Regions from separate parts of the Mus musculus genome. Here region 1 is linked to region 2. A link is a contact called in public promoter capture Hi-C data. All regions are on one chromosome and are shown on one strand. The core of a region is the stretch at or near the end of the contact, and the rest is flanking DNA. Distances in the headings are between cores, read along the strand shown.

Evidence for each region. Promoter capture Hi-C pulls out the DNA fragments that hold promoters and counts their contacts.
Region 1: a contact with region 2 is called in a promoter capture Hi-C map of liver, with 2.6 times the contacts expected there. The contact joins the enhancer-like site here to the promoter of Chst13 in region 2. A contact is called at or near these places in 15 of 39 promoter capture datasets (the 3T3-L1 cell line, 3T3-L1-derived adipocytes, the HPC-7 cell line and 7 more), 2 of 15 datasets of contacts at CTCF or cohesin (the NIH/3T3 cell line and stem cell-derived epiblast-like cells), 12 of 484 Hi-C or Micro-C datasets (the AML12 cell line, the G1E-ER4 cell line, cerebellum and 5 more), 1 of 115 datasets of contacts at active chromatin or transcription factors (embryonic stem cells) and 2 of 9 other capture datasets (adipose tissue and liver).

What each region holds. Positions count from the first base shown.
Region 1 is chr6:90,512,255-90,519,213 of GRCm38.p6, reverse strand. No RefSeq gene overlaps it. Among named protein-coding and RNA genes, the nearest start is that of Aldh1l1, 35 kb to the left of the region's middle. Within about 2 kb of position 4,078, at least 55 of the 459 cell types and tissues checked have an H3K27ac peak or open chromatin away from gene starts, as enhancers often do. A contact at or near this core is called in 3T3-L1-derived adipocytes, the AML12 cell line, adipose tissue and 5 more, where this site is marked.
Region 2 is chr6:90,321,151-90,328,667 of GRCm38.p6, reverse strand. It overlaps Chst13 (carbohydrate sulfotransferase 13), which reads left to right and starts at 3,483. Exons shown (of 3, transcript NM_027928.1): 1 at 3,483-3,593. The coding sequence starts at 3,506.

The DNA of each region.
Region 1 (6,959 bases), core at 2,829-5,328, 190 kb before region 2:
TGGCCTGGTATCTGTATGGTGGTTACAAGGGCAGGTGAAGACCAAAGCCACAAGTCCCCTTGAGGCTCAAGCCTTGGGACTTGCACAAGGCCCTGCTGGCACTTTCCGTATCACAGGCTGGCCTGACTTCAAACAACAGAGAAATAAATTCCAGCCTGTGACAGGCAGACAGCAAAGTCACATTGTGGATTGGAGCAGGCTCTGTGGGTGTGACTTCTTGGTCCCCATCTGCACCTCAAGCCGCTTCCCCTCTCTCTGGAAAAAAAAAAAAAGCCCTGCTCACTTTCTGTTTTCCACTCTAAGGAAAGCCCACCCGTAGCATCTCTGTGTTTACCTTGATGTCAGACAGGTCCTCAGAAACACTGCTGTTCAGAGACAAGAGTGCTTTAAGGCTGGTGGGTGTTCCTGATTTTGCAGAGGCAGAGGCAGAGGCAGAGGCAGAGGCAGAGGCAGAGGCAGAGGCAGAGGCAGAGGCAGAGGCAGAGGCAGAGGCAGAGGCAGAGGCAGAGGCAGAGGCAGAGGCAGAGGCAGAGGCAGAGGCAGGTGGATCTCTGCAGGTGGATCTTTGTGAACCCAAGGCCAGCCAGGTCTACATAGTGAGTTCCTGGCCAGACAGGGCTACATCCAGAGACCCTGTCTCATTAAAACAAAACAACTTTGTTGACTGCTGGTACAAGTGAGGGCAGCCTCATGCAGTAATATTGCTTCTGCTTCTGCTTCTGCTGCTATAAAATATAATGGTCAGATTGCCCTTTCAAACGTCTCATAAAAAAGGCATTTACGTTTAATCTACCTTAAAAAGACCCTACCTCAAAACAAAAGCCTTTAGAAAGGCACAGTGCACCTCCAAAAGAAGGGGCTTCAGAAGGCAGGTCAGGGCTGGGGAAGCCATGTGTGGCTTCTGGGTGCTAGCTTAGCATGCGCAGGACATGAAACAAACATGGTGAGATGCAAAGTGGCAAGTGTGGGCAACGAGGACATCTTGACTTTCTGGGATAGGAGGCATGGGGGGGGGGCGGGAGGAGCGGGCTGAAGAAAGGGAGGGAATGAGATAGGGGTTGACTCTAAGGCAGTGGGGAGGCGCGGCCTCTGGTTTTTCTTTTGGTTCAGGGGGAGGTCTGTGGGGACCTGTGGGGCAAGAAACTTCTCCCTAGTGGCCGATGTCTTGCTAGTAAGGTGGCTGACACATGGTGGTCTCTCCCCACATAGGAAACGTGGACTCTGAGCCTGGGGAAATATTTGGAGGGCTAAGCGGAGGAGAACAATCAAGACAGTGTCTCTGGGACAAGGAATGCCCACAGTCAGAGGCCAGGGGAAAGGCGCTGCCTTTGGGGCTGCAGATCTAGCACAGTACTCTGGCCTTGCTTCCACAGTTTTACTATAGCTTTTTCCCTCTGCTGCCTAGATCTTGTATTTTTGGGTAGAGCTCCGTACAGGCTGGATCAGTGTTGGAGAAGATGGATTCCTGGTCTGGGGAGGTACTCGGTGGACTGAGTTGAGGACAGCAGACTTCCACATGTTTCTGGCACAAAGAAACTGCACTGGCAGAGGAAACAGGAAGTTCCCAGCCTTTGGGGTCTGTAGGCCTATCTTGAGTCCCACATCCAGGCTTCCCGGGTAGTTTTTGAGCCTTCTTCTGGTACTCTCTAGCACATCAGTTCTGGAACCAGATCTTGATCTTGATCCATCAATCCAAATCCTTGAGGCAGAGGCAGAGGCAGAGGCAGAGGCAGAGGCAGAGGCAGAGGCAGAGGCAGAGGCAGAGGCAGAGGCAGAGGCAGAGGCAGAGGCAGAGGCAGAGGCAGAGGCAGAGGCAGAGGCAGAGGCAGAGGCAGAGGCAGAGGCAGAGGCAGAGGCAGAGGCAGAGGCAGAGGCAGAGGCAGAGGCAGAGGCAGAGGCAGAGGCAGAGGCAGAGGCAGAGGCAGAGGCAGGTGGATCTCTGCAGGTGGATCTTTGTGAACCCAAGGCCAGCCAGGTCTACATAGTGAGTTCCTGGCCAGACAGGGCTACATCCAGAGACCCTGTCTCATTAAAACAAAACAACTTTGTTGACTGCTGGTACAAGTGAGGGCAGCCTCATGCAGTAATATTGCTTCTGCTTCTGCTTCTGCTGCTGCTGCTGCTGCTGCTGCTGCTTCTGCTTCTTCTTCTTCTTCTTCTTCTTCTTCTTCTTCTTCTTCTTCTTCTTCTTCTTCTTCTTCTTCTTCTTCTTCTCCTTCTCCTTCTCCTTCTCCTTCTCCTTCTCCTTCTCCTTCTCCTTCTCCTCCTTCTCCTTTTCCTTCTCCTCTTCCTCCTCCTCCTCTTCTTCTTCTTCCTCCTCCTTCTTCTAGAAGTACATTTTCTTTTAATCTTTTTTTTAAAAGATTTTATTTATTTAAGTTTATGAGTACAGCTGGGCGTGGTGTTGCATGCCTTTAATCCCAGCACTCAGGAGGCAGAGGCAGGAAGATTTCTGAGTTTGAGGCCAGCCTGGTCTATAGAGTGAGTTCCAGGACAGCCAAAGCTACACAGAGAAACCCTGTCTCAAAAAACCAAAAAAAAAAAAAAAAAAAAAAAAAAGTATATGAGCACATTGTAACTATACTGATGGTTGTGAGCCATCATGTGGTTGCTGGGAATGAAGGTTGCTTGCTTGGCTAGCCCTCCTTGCTCCAGCCTAAAGATTTATTATTATATCTAAATACACTGTAGCTGTCTTCAGATCACTGTAGCTACACTAGAAGAAGGTGTCAGATCCCATTACAGATGGTTGTGAGCTACCATGTAGATGCTGGGATTTGAACTCAGGACCTTTGGAAGAGCAGTCAGTGCTCTTAACTGCTGAGCCATCTCTCCAGCCCTGTAATATTTCTTCTATAACTAGTGAAATGCATAAACATGTACACACACACACACACACACCAGAATGTACCCAAAGGCCAGGAGCTATCCTGTGCCTCAACCCCCACACAGTGGGAGGAGAAAAGCCACCACCTGGACATCTTTGCTTTTTTCTTAATCTCAATTTCCAAGACCAACCCACAGCTGGGAGAACACAATCCCTCCTTGCCCAAGAGGTCCACTCTCTGAATGAAGGCCCAGTAGGGACACTGCCAACACATAGTTCAGGACAGTGCCAGCCTCTGCTAGGTCTGCACCAGTCACACACTTCTCATGGAAAGACAGACAGAAGCTAGGGAACAGAGGAAGGGGCTTTTGTCACTGGCCACTGGCTGGCTCCTTCCCTGCCTTACTCAGATGTCCCCACATGACCGGGACAGATAGAGGATGATTCTGTTCTGCAGAGAGTAGCATGAACTCACCTTCCCTGCCTGATCTGTATGCAACATGCTGCTCCTTGGACGTGGCCTTTAGTACTATCAAAACACAGCCAATGGGAGCCACAGGGAGCTGTGCGGACTGCAGCTGACACCTCTACAGTCAACTTAAAAGGGAAAGCTCGGTGGCTCTTGTCGAGGACTCAGGTGTGATTCCATGGGTCCCAGGGGATCCAGTGCCCTCTTTTGACCTCTACTGACACTGCACACGCGTGGTACATAGACATACATGCAGACAAAAGCCAGACACATTAAAATAAAAACAAAAAAAAAAAAGAAAAGAAAAAGAAAAGAAAGAAAAACGAAGCAGACAAACATGAAGAGACGTGACTAGTAGGTAGCCGCTGATCATGACCACCAAATCTTCTGCAGTTCACATGACTGAGTTTCTGCATTCACAGGGCGGGCAGTGCAGGAGACATGGTCACACAAACATGGGAGTAACACACAGTACTATGACATCCATGTCCCCACTTGGGACGAGGACTTCCTAGTTCCACCATAACCTTACAGACCCTCAGTTGTACATGTGAAATGTAACTGGTGCTTCTCTACGCCATCTGCTTAGAGAGGGAGGGTCTCATCCCAGGGCTCTCCAAAGTGGCCTCCTAGTCACCATGTATCAGAGACCTCCCGGGATCCCACAGAACTGACCAGCAGGGGGCAGCATGGTGCCACAGAGGCCCTGAATCTATTGAAACCCTGTAGGGCAGATGGCAGTGCCCCAGGGTTCCAGCCTGAGATCTGAGCAGAGCCCAGGCTAGGCTGCTCAAAAGCCCCACAGAAGAGACCCAAGTGGCCGCACCCAGAGCTGCAGGCCTGCAAAGTCAACAAGGTTTGGTTTTTCTCCATGGCTGGATCAGGTCACTATTTACTTGGCTCCGCTGGGGACTGCAAGACCTTGTCCTATGAGCCACACCTATTTTTACCCAGCAGAGTCAGCCTCAGGGTGAGATCTGGGGCTGAGAGTTTCCATTGTTGCTCCAGGCTGTCTGTCTCTAGGTGAGAGCACTCAACCAGGGACCTCCTGACTCTCCTGCTGCTCCTCTCCTCTCCTCTCCCTCCTCTCCTCTCTATGCCATTCCCCTCCTTTTCTTCTTCTTTCTGTCTGTCTTTTTCCCCCCCTTAATCTGCCCCTCCCTTCCCACTCCTGGCCCCTGGTCCCTAGGACCTGTACTGCCTGGTAAAAATACACCTTCCCTCTGAACCTCAAACTCTCTCCTTTGGGGTGTTTGATTTTGACACAGCTCAATGTGCCAGTGAGGCAAAGCCTCTGTGGGCCCTCCCTGGGACCCTTCATCTCTGTTGCACAATGGAGACTGGCTTGCATCATCAGAGAGGCCTGGCCAGTGCACACTCAGCATATCATGGAGCCAGCCTGATGCCTCTCAAGGACCTGCCCTCTGGCAGGGCTGTGAGGGATATGAAGGGTGCTGACCTGCAGAGACCCCCTGTCAGGAGCAAAGCCTAAGTTATCTGATTGATCCTAACAGGAGGATCAGGTTTTGGCCTCCTCCTCCTCCATTCTCTCCCTCTGTCTATTCAAGCTAGACCACCAGTCTTTGGAAAGCTTTTCAGAGTAGGGGGTTCCCAGGCCTTTTCTCTGCCCTTCCAGAGACCCAAGTTGAGCAACCTCAAATCCAGGACTCCTGGCTGGGCAGAGTAGCTTCGGGGTACTGGGGAACCTTGGCAGCTGACACCGAGGTCCACTCAGGGCTGCATTAGAAGTGAAACAGAGGACAAAGAAAATGAAAATGATCAAATTTAAGATCTCAACCTTTGGGGGCTGGAGAAATGTCTCAGCAGTTGAGAGCCTGGCTGCTCTTCCAGAAGACCTGAGTTTGATTTTCAGCATATACACGGTGGCTTACAACAGTCTATAACTCCAGTTTTAAGGGATCTAAGGCCCTCTTCTGGCATGTTTGAGCTCTGCACACCTGTGGTGTATATCCATACTTGCAGGCAACACATTCATACACATAAAGAATCTAAAAATAAACCTCAAAACAAAACAAAAAAGCCTTAGCCCTTGGGTAGCTGTACAATTCACGGATGAATTTTGAAGTCAAAAAAGTGAACACAAAATTTTAATGAGATTTATTGTCCCCATTAACCTCTTTCCATCTCCCACTTTAAGCAAGGTCTCAGATAGATCTGGGCTTGTCACCCCTTTCCTGGACCTGTGTCTCAGATGGCTTCCCCAGCACCTGGGTGAGCTCCACCAATGTCAGATGACCTCTGGCCCCTGCAGGCTACACCTTCTCTCCACGTGGGTCACCTTGTCAGCCTACCCTCTCTGAACTGTGGCTTTGCTCTTTTGCATGAAAACCACTTCTGACTCCTATGGAAGATAGAAGATAATGTCCTAACCCAACCCAGTGAATAAATTTGCCACATGACAGGAATCCCAAGACTACGAGTTCAGTTAGAGCTAGTCAGGGGACTGGAGGTAAGAGGATTGTCCTGGTTTATCTGGGTGAGCCCTTGTTATGTCACTAGCGTCCTCTCTATGACACAGACTTAGCCAGTCTGTAGGAATGGTCTGGGGTAAGGCTTAACTGGCCACAGCTGGCTGTGAAGATGGAGGGAGGGGCCGAGAAGCTGGGGGAGGACAGGCAATAGATAGTAAACCTTTCAGACAATTTGATTTCAGATGCTGCTGCACACTGCCAAGCCCAGAACTATGTAAGAATTAAGTTTATATTGCTCTAAGACACTGTATTGCTGATAATCTGATTTAATAGTCTGCCAAATGTCTTTTCTGTTACCCTTTTCATTGCTATGACCCAACAAGAAGTAATGGGATGGGGAGGGAGGGTTGTTTTGGTTGGTAGGGGTGGGCTAAAGTGGGCAGAGGTTTAGGCTGTAGGGAGGGTGAGGGGAGCTTGTTTGGGCTGTGAGGAGGGAGAGGCTTATCCTCGATCCTGGTTTTGGAGTTGTCAATGCATGGTTGAGCAGCTGTGCTGTTTTGGGCCTATGCTAAGATGTCACAGCACAGCAGTCCTGTGTGATGAAGCCTATACTCACGTTACAATGGAAGCCTCCACAACCCTCTCCCTCAGTTAGCAGGACATGTGAGGACTGAGAGTTTATAAAGGAGCCCGTGGGGACATTCTAAACCCCAGTGTGGACACGAGCGACTAATATACTCTCAACTTTGCAGAGGAGGAAGCTAAGGCTCAAGAGAGAGTGGGGAAGGTCTGCAGAGTATAGAGCACCGGGGTGGCAGGGTTTCATGGAAACTGTGGCCAGGGTGATGGTGCACAGGTCATCTGAGCACACTAGGTCTGGGTTCAGTCTTGCACCACATGGGCCTGAACTGGAAGAAGTCACAGTTTTACCAATCCCCAGGCAAAACTCAACCCCAGTGGCATAAAGCTCCTATAAATAACAAACTTAACGGATGGGTTCAGGAAGAAACTGCACTTCTTAGTCTGAGATTCCTGAAAAGATCCATGCTCCTGGCAGCCATACTACCACTGGTGCTAGACTTTCCCCAACTTCCTCCCAGAACTTTACCATTCTCTAGCCCACCTCCTGCTGCAATATTTTCATTTACATTTCAAATGTTTTCCATTTTCCCAGTCCCACCCCTCAAACCCCCTATCCCAATCCCCCTCCCCCTGCTTCAATGAGGGTGTG
Region 2 (7,517 bases), core at 2,234-4,733:
TCAATGACATTTACAAGCTATACAGGGTACACAATATTACTACCTAAGACTAACTGTCCTGTCAAGCGTCCATGCTTCCTTGACTTCTGAGGGAACATACATTGAAGCAGAGAGGCCTGAATACTGCACTTCCTGAGGCAGTGTGTCAGTCTCTCAGAAACTGGAAGGCACATTGTGCCCTAGGAGTCATGGACTCTAACCTGAAAATCCGAAGACACATGCCTCTCAAGGCAGCTAGGCCAGGCCAACTTCATGGTTCCTTACTGCTTCTTTAACATGCAGAGACAGAATTAAATCAGATCTACAAATTTTCAGGCATGTCTTTGTGTGAGGCTGGGATTCACCTGTCACTGGAACCTGGACAGCCTCAGTGGCTCCAGGGAACTAAGGGAAATGTGATCAGGTCAGAGACAGGCCACACAGCCACGTTCTCTGGGAATGGCCCCAAGATTCCAGGCTCCTGAGAAAGATAGTTACGTATGTCACATACCATCATGGCAGGCCTCCTGATAAGATGATGGCCATCTTGTTACCATCTGCCTGCAGCAGCATGGGATCTCTGGGGGAAGCATACCACCAGGAGCCTTCCTAGGATCCTGATCCACAGCATTGAAGTGGTTTTTGGATGTTTCCAAAGTTCAAGGCAATTTGCTACTTAGTTATAATTGACACACATCTGAGGGCCTTTGCAGCAGGCAAAAGGAAGCTTTTCCACGGAGCTACCTGTTCTTGGAGGCAGGCTTCTGCACATGGATTCCAATCTTTCTGGTAGTCTCCACCGATGCTCATCTCTAAGGACAATAGTGGGCTGAGCTATTCTCAATTTTGGTCACCAGGTGGCAGCGTAGAAGGCCAAAAACACACCGAAGATTGGAAGACTAGGTTCTGGTCTGAGAGTTTGGGTGAGATTGGGGGGGGGGGGGGCAGATAGGTATTGTGTGTTATCCAGCATCCTCGGGTTCTGGGCTGGGCTGAAAGGAAGCAGACATTCCTCGAGGGATTTATGTGGTTTTAGTGTGAGCTGGGTTCCCACCCAGAAAGGAGGTAGAACCATTGTTGCTATTTGAAGCTAAACGTATAAATGTTATTTGTTTCATAGTCTTCATTAATTGATAATAGATCATTGCTATAAGAGGAACCAATTAGGATTATTGAATTCTAATATCAAGTCCTTACACGGCACTTGCCACACCTGAGGCTGTTCAAGTATCTCTGCTCCTCATATAGCCTCCACAACAAAGTGAGGTTTAATATTACCGCCATTGTACAGGGAAATTGAGTACAGATGGCAGGTAAGACGCTAGTGTTGGGTGCAGCACCTCATCCCATACACGCAAGGCTAAATGTTGGGTCAGCCATGCCCTTCCTGTGCACACAGGGCCAGCTGCTTGTTTGGGTTCTCTACGAGGCTGGCATCAGGGCAGCAAGACCCCGAGATCAGGAGCAGTCTGCAGCCCACAGTGCTCACTGGATGTCTTTCTCTTCTATTTATTTGTATTTTGTGGCACCAGGATGTAAGCAAGGGCTTCACTGCTCAGGAAAGCCCTCTAACACTAAGCCACACTCCCAGCCCTTTCTTTATCTGTCAAAGGGTGGACTTCACTCTGGTGTCTCTCTACAATGCAACCCCCTGTCTGAAATAAGCTCCGAGTGCCTGTGCCTGCAGCAGCTGTGGGTGACATGACCAAGTACAACAGATCTAGTGCCCAGGAAAGACATGCCTGAGATCTCTCACTTCTCCTTCAGGCTGGACAATGCCTGCATGAACTGGGATTCAAATGGGACTCGACACATAAGAAAGCATGCTACAGTGTGAGCTTGGGGGAAGGAAGAAACATTTATAACTGATCCTGGGATGGGGGAAGGACTGACATCCACAGGTCCCTTGGGCTTGTGTTCAGCCTAGCTGTTTGGCCCTGCCATTAAGAAATGCTGTAGAAGGCCTGCTCTTTCCATTTCTCTACTTGACTGGGTCTTGAGTGGGTGATGGCACCCAGAGCAAACTGTAGCAGGTAGAACCAGGCCAGAGATGGGTTCCCTCACGTATTCTCTGCCCCACACACCTCTGGCTGCTGTCCTGCACTGTGGTGCAGACCACCTCCCTTCCTACCTGAAAAGTCACTGTGGGCTCCTAGGACACTGGGCACTGTGAAGACAGCTATAAAAAGGCCTCTATTACAAAGTACCCCTTCAATATTATCTTTTACTTTTTATTGGGTGGTTGATTGATTGATTTTTTTTTGAGACAGGGTTTTTCTGTTTAATAGTCCTGGATTTGTAGATTAGGCTGTCCTCGAACTCACAGAGATTGGCCTGCCTCTGCCTCCCAAGAGCTGGGTTTAAACCACATGCTATTTTTTTTTCCTTTACATAAGCTAAGTTGCTGGGTCCTGGAAGATTTGTGATCCTGACACTTAGAGCCTTCCTCGGCAGTGAGGCTTTCAGCTTTATCTAACCTTACTACTGTCCTCATGGTTTCTGGCTGCTTTGAACTCTCCTTGAGCACCTTGGGAAGCTGAGTTTCTGATTTCAGCTGCTGGATCTCGAAGCTCCGGACTCCTGGTCTCAGTCACTGCTGTTTCAAACAGTTTGTGCAGGATGCAGGACTTTCTGCCCATCATCAGCCTTGGGGGAATTAACATGACTCTGGGGCATTTTTACTCACGATGAGGGGGAGTCTTTTTCCTGGCTCCCTGCGCTATGACTGATGCAAATCCAGTCCTTAGTTTTCAGGAAGGGCCGTGTCCTGACTGGTGCACACACTTCCATTCAGAATCAGCTTGTGATCACTTGTGTGGTCCACGTGGAGAGTTTCTTCAAAGTGGTCTTCCCCAGAGAGGGAACTGAGGGGCTGCTGTGAGAGCAGAAGTTCCATAGGCAAGGCCAGGGGAAGTAAAGAAGAGACAAGAAATTGCCAAGGGTTAAGACTGGAGAAGGCAGGCTGGGAGGAGAAGCTACTGAGCCTTAATGGCAGGGGGTCCCAGGACCCTTGGACTTACAAGCTGTGACATTTGCCAGTACTGAGGGTCAAGAGTCCGAAAGCTTGGGGACCAGAGCTGTCATTCCTAGGCTTCCAGTAGCTGCCCTGTACTAGGGGTTAAAGCCTAGGGCAATGAGTGTCCAACCTGAGCTTCTGGAGTCCGTTTCTGACCAAAGCTTTGGCTCCCAGGACCTCAGCTGCAGCTTCTAGCTCCGCCAGTAGAGCACTTGGGCCCGGGACACCCATATCTGAGAGTTTCTCCACTACCAATTCCCATCAGTGTAAAGTAGGGAATCCTGGTTTAATGACTAGTATCAGGGATAGATACTGCTTTCATTGGCCTAGGGTTACAGCTTTACCCATTAAGTCAGTCAGGCGCGTCTATCTCTAGCCTGGAGCACTGGACGCTGCTTCTGGGCGGGCCCTAAACTAAGGGCAGAACTGGGCGTGTCCTGGACCTCCGCCGCACAGTAGGAAGGAGAACGCACCGGATGACTGTCGCCTGCCACGCGTGCCAGGCACAGCATGGGAAGACGCTCCTGTTGCAGGCGGCCCTTGCCGGTGGTGGCAAGTCTGGGTGCTGCACTCCTGCTCCTGTGCGCCCTGCGTCCCGGTGAGTGCGCGGGCCCGGGGCTCTGCGTTGTTTCCTCAGCTAGAGAGCCACCTGGCACCTGCCTGTTGTTTGGGGCTGGGGCATCGCCAGTGGAAGACAGGTTCCTTCCATTCCCGCATGGAACTTCTTTTCTTGTCGCTGGCGAGATGACCACTGTCTGACTCCCTGTAGAGCTGCTGGTGGGAACTTTTGGTCAATCTAGAGATGCGTTTGTTACATTTGCCCTACTCTCTGAGCCTTGAGAAGTCAGTTTGCTCTCTGGCCTGGATGCCTGTCTTAATCTGAGATCCTGCTGAGTCTATACATCCACAGAAGAACTGCACAGGTCTATGCTGGCCTGGCGTTTCAGGGATCACGACCTGCTAGTACCAGTTTCCACCAGGCATGTGGTCAGTTTCACTCTGAATGAACCTAGGTCTCCTCTGATCCTCTGGCAGATAACTCACTTTACAGACCAAGCTGAGGGCAGAGGTCAGGTGTGGAGTGGCTTAGAGGTACCTGGGCAGTGGGCTACTTTTCTGACGGTTTGTCCATCCTTAGTCTGTGTGTATGGGGTCTGCTCACTTCCAGACAGGTTTTTACTCAAGGGTGGACAGGGTCATTAGCTGAGAGTGACTCAGGACAAGGGAAAACTGTTTTCAGAATGGTACTGATCCATGGAGGACCTCAATGACCAGCAGGCTTGTAGATCAGAGGTCACTCAGCAAGCTTAACCTATTATCTGTCCCCTCCCAGGGCCTTAACAGTCTCATCTATGGAATAGGTTCTGACTCCATGCTTACAGGGATTTTAGGAGGGTGAGTTTGAATGTTACAGTAGACAGTGCTTGGCCCCCAGCCCGTGCATCACACTGGCTTCGTCCTTAGGGACCCCTGGGAAGGATGCCAGGTGAACAGAACTGGGAAGGCCTCAGGAGTAGTCACCATGCCTGTGTCTACTCACTCTGCCAATTAACAAGCTCTGCATGACCAGATGTAAGTGGCTGTGCCAGGGCACCCCTGCAAGCCCCCCCCCCCGGAAGGGAGCCTTCTCCTTACTGAAGACCTGTAGGTGAATGGCTACTTCTGTATAGGTGCTTTCTCATGTCTAACATGTCCCTTGGCACGGTCTGGGTGTGGTCGCAGTGTCTGCTGATGCCACAGTCTCTGTCCACCCTGTCATTCATTGTAGACAAATGTTTACCCATTCCTGGGCCACAATGGCTCAGGTCCCTCAGGGCCCAAACACTGTTTTGGGGTATGAGTGGATAGTCTGGCCCTGGGGTGTGTCTGCAGAGAGGCATGTGCCTGGGTGGCCATGAGGATGTCTTCATGCCTTTTGGGACACATCTCTCCTGCCACCTCCTCCAGCCAGGTTTGGGAAGAAAAGCAATCGTAGCCCTGGGACCCCTCCTCTCCTAGGGAAGCTAGGGGTAAGGGGTGTGAACGGGAGCAGGGGAGGGAAAGTGCAAGCACGGTTAGAGAAAGGGCTGCGTGCTCTCCCCTTACCAGCTTCGCTCGGGTAGGGCTGATATTTACACCTGCCATCCCCAGGCTGGTCTCATGCTGTCTTCCCTGGGAAGTCCTCACTGACCCTAGCTTTATTCCCCCTGGTCTGAGATGGGTCTCTTGAGCTTCCTCAGTTTCTACGCCTCACCTCCCAGTCTCTAGATCTGAAGTTCTCAATTTGTGGGTGGTGACCCATTTGGGAGTTGAACCACCCCTTTCATAGGAGTATCCTAAGATCGCTGGAAAACACAGATATTTACATTACAATTTACAACAGCAGCAAGATTACAGTTATAAAGTAGCAATGAAAATAATTTTATGGTTAGATCACCACAACGTGAGGAACTGTATTAAAGGGTCTCAGCATTAGGAAGGTTGAGAGCTGCTCCTCTAGATGCTCGCACTCTTCCGTAGTAGGTTTCCAGCCACCAACTTTTCAGTCTTGGGCCAGTGTCTTAGTTAGGGTTTTACTGCTGTGAACAGACACCATGACCAAGGCAAGTCTTATAAAAAACAACATTTAATTGGGGCTGGCTTACAGGTTCAGAGGTTCAGTCCATTATCATCAAGGTGGGAGCATGGCAGTATCCAGGCAGGCATGGCACAGGAGCAGCTGAGAGTTCTATGTCTTCATCCAAAGGCTGCTAGTGGAAGACTGACTTCCAGGCAACTAGGGTGAGGATCTTATACACACACCCACAGTGACACACCCATTCCAACCAGGTCACACCTATTCCAACAAGGCCACACCTTCAGATGGTGCCACTCCCCGGTCCAAGGATATACAAACCATCACAGCCAGCAAGAGCCCAAGTTCATCTAAAGCTAGCTCTCCACCCACCTTGCAGGGAGAAATGTGTGCTTATGGTAGGCGCTGGCTGGGAGACAGGGGGAAGGTCTGGTCTTGATGCAGGGGTAGGATCTCACTGTGCCAGGTCTCAAGGGGACATGCCTCTGTTTTTGCAGTCAAGTCTCAGCCAGAAGGGGATTATGGGAAAGATTTGTGGGTCAAGGAGAGCTCAGGGCCCAGGAGAATCCCAATGTCATACATACCTCAGCTGAAAGTCTAAGACAGGCCTTGTCCCTTCCTGCTCCTGGGAATGAGGTGTCACTGCCACCATCTGCTGGGCAAATGGAACACTGAGGGGTTACAGGTTATGTCTGGGTTCCAGCTGCTCCAGGGATCTCATTGGTCTCTTTCTAGTGGGGAGCCCATTCTAGTCTCGCTGCCCAGGATCTGCTAACAGCACTGACTCAGCCTAGGGTCAGCATGGTAGAGTGAGACAGCTGCCTTAGACACCTCTGTCACTAGTATGGGCCCCCTTGCTCCTTTGGTCTGTCTGGGCTTCCCTGCTGCACAGCTCTATGTTTGCTGAGCCTGGTGGCCACATAGTCTCTGTATGGGAGCTGGAGAACTTACATATGTCTCACCTCGAAGAGTTGCATTTTGACACTAAAACCACAGGTCTCATGCCATCTGCTCTTAGACACGCCCTGAGGGGGTGGGTGGGGGTGGGGTGATCTGATCTGTTAAGCACAGGAGTCTCAGAACCCCTTGGCCTAAATGCCAGACTGGTTAGCAAAAGGAGGGGGTGTGGCTGCTGCGATAGAGCTCCCAAGAGACCCACCAGGCCCAGCTGGACTCCAGAGCTCAGGAGACTCAGAGTCCTTGGAGAAACGGTCTCTGGCAGGTCAGTCAGTTCCAGTAGGAGCAGGGAGGCACATGTCATCAAGGGAAAAGAAGCCACTTTCTTAAGCCAAGAAGTTTTAGGTCAGGATTTGAGTCTTAGAGCTCAGAGTCAGGGGAGGGAGCACACTGGGGGAGATGGGACAGCTGCCCTGCACTGCAGCCTCACCACAGGGTCTCTGTGGCAGCTCCACTGCTGCCCCTAGGGTCTGTTTGAACTCCTTTGCTCTGTTGTCATCCTTCCCTGGAATGATGATTGGGCTTATTTTTTTCTATTATACAAAGCAAAGATATTTGGGACAGACTTTGAAAGACACTCAGAAGTTGACTAGATGGGAAACTGAATGGGCTGGTTACTTGTTATAAACTTGACACAAGCTAGTGGTCATCTGGGAAGAGAAAACCTCGGTTGAGACCGTGTCGCCATCAGATTGGCCTGTAGGCAAGTCTGTAGGGACATTTTTGTGATTAATGACTGCTGTTGGAGAGCTCAGGCCATTGTGGGCAGTGCCACACCTGGGCAGGTGGGCCTGGTGTATAAAAAGGATCCTTTTTGTATAAAAAAGGATGCTGAGCAAACCAGTAAATAGTGTCCCGTCATGGTCTCTACTTTAGTCGCTTACCCTAGTTGCCTGCCTTGAGTGACTTTCCCCACTGATGGACTGCGTCCTGTGATGAAATAAACCTTTTCCTCCCCACATGGCTTTTGGTCATGGTACTTTATCACAGCAACTGAAAGCAAATTAGGAC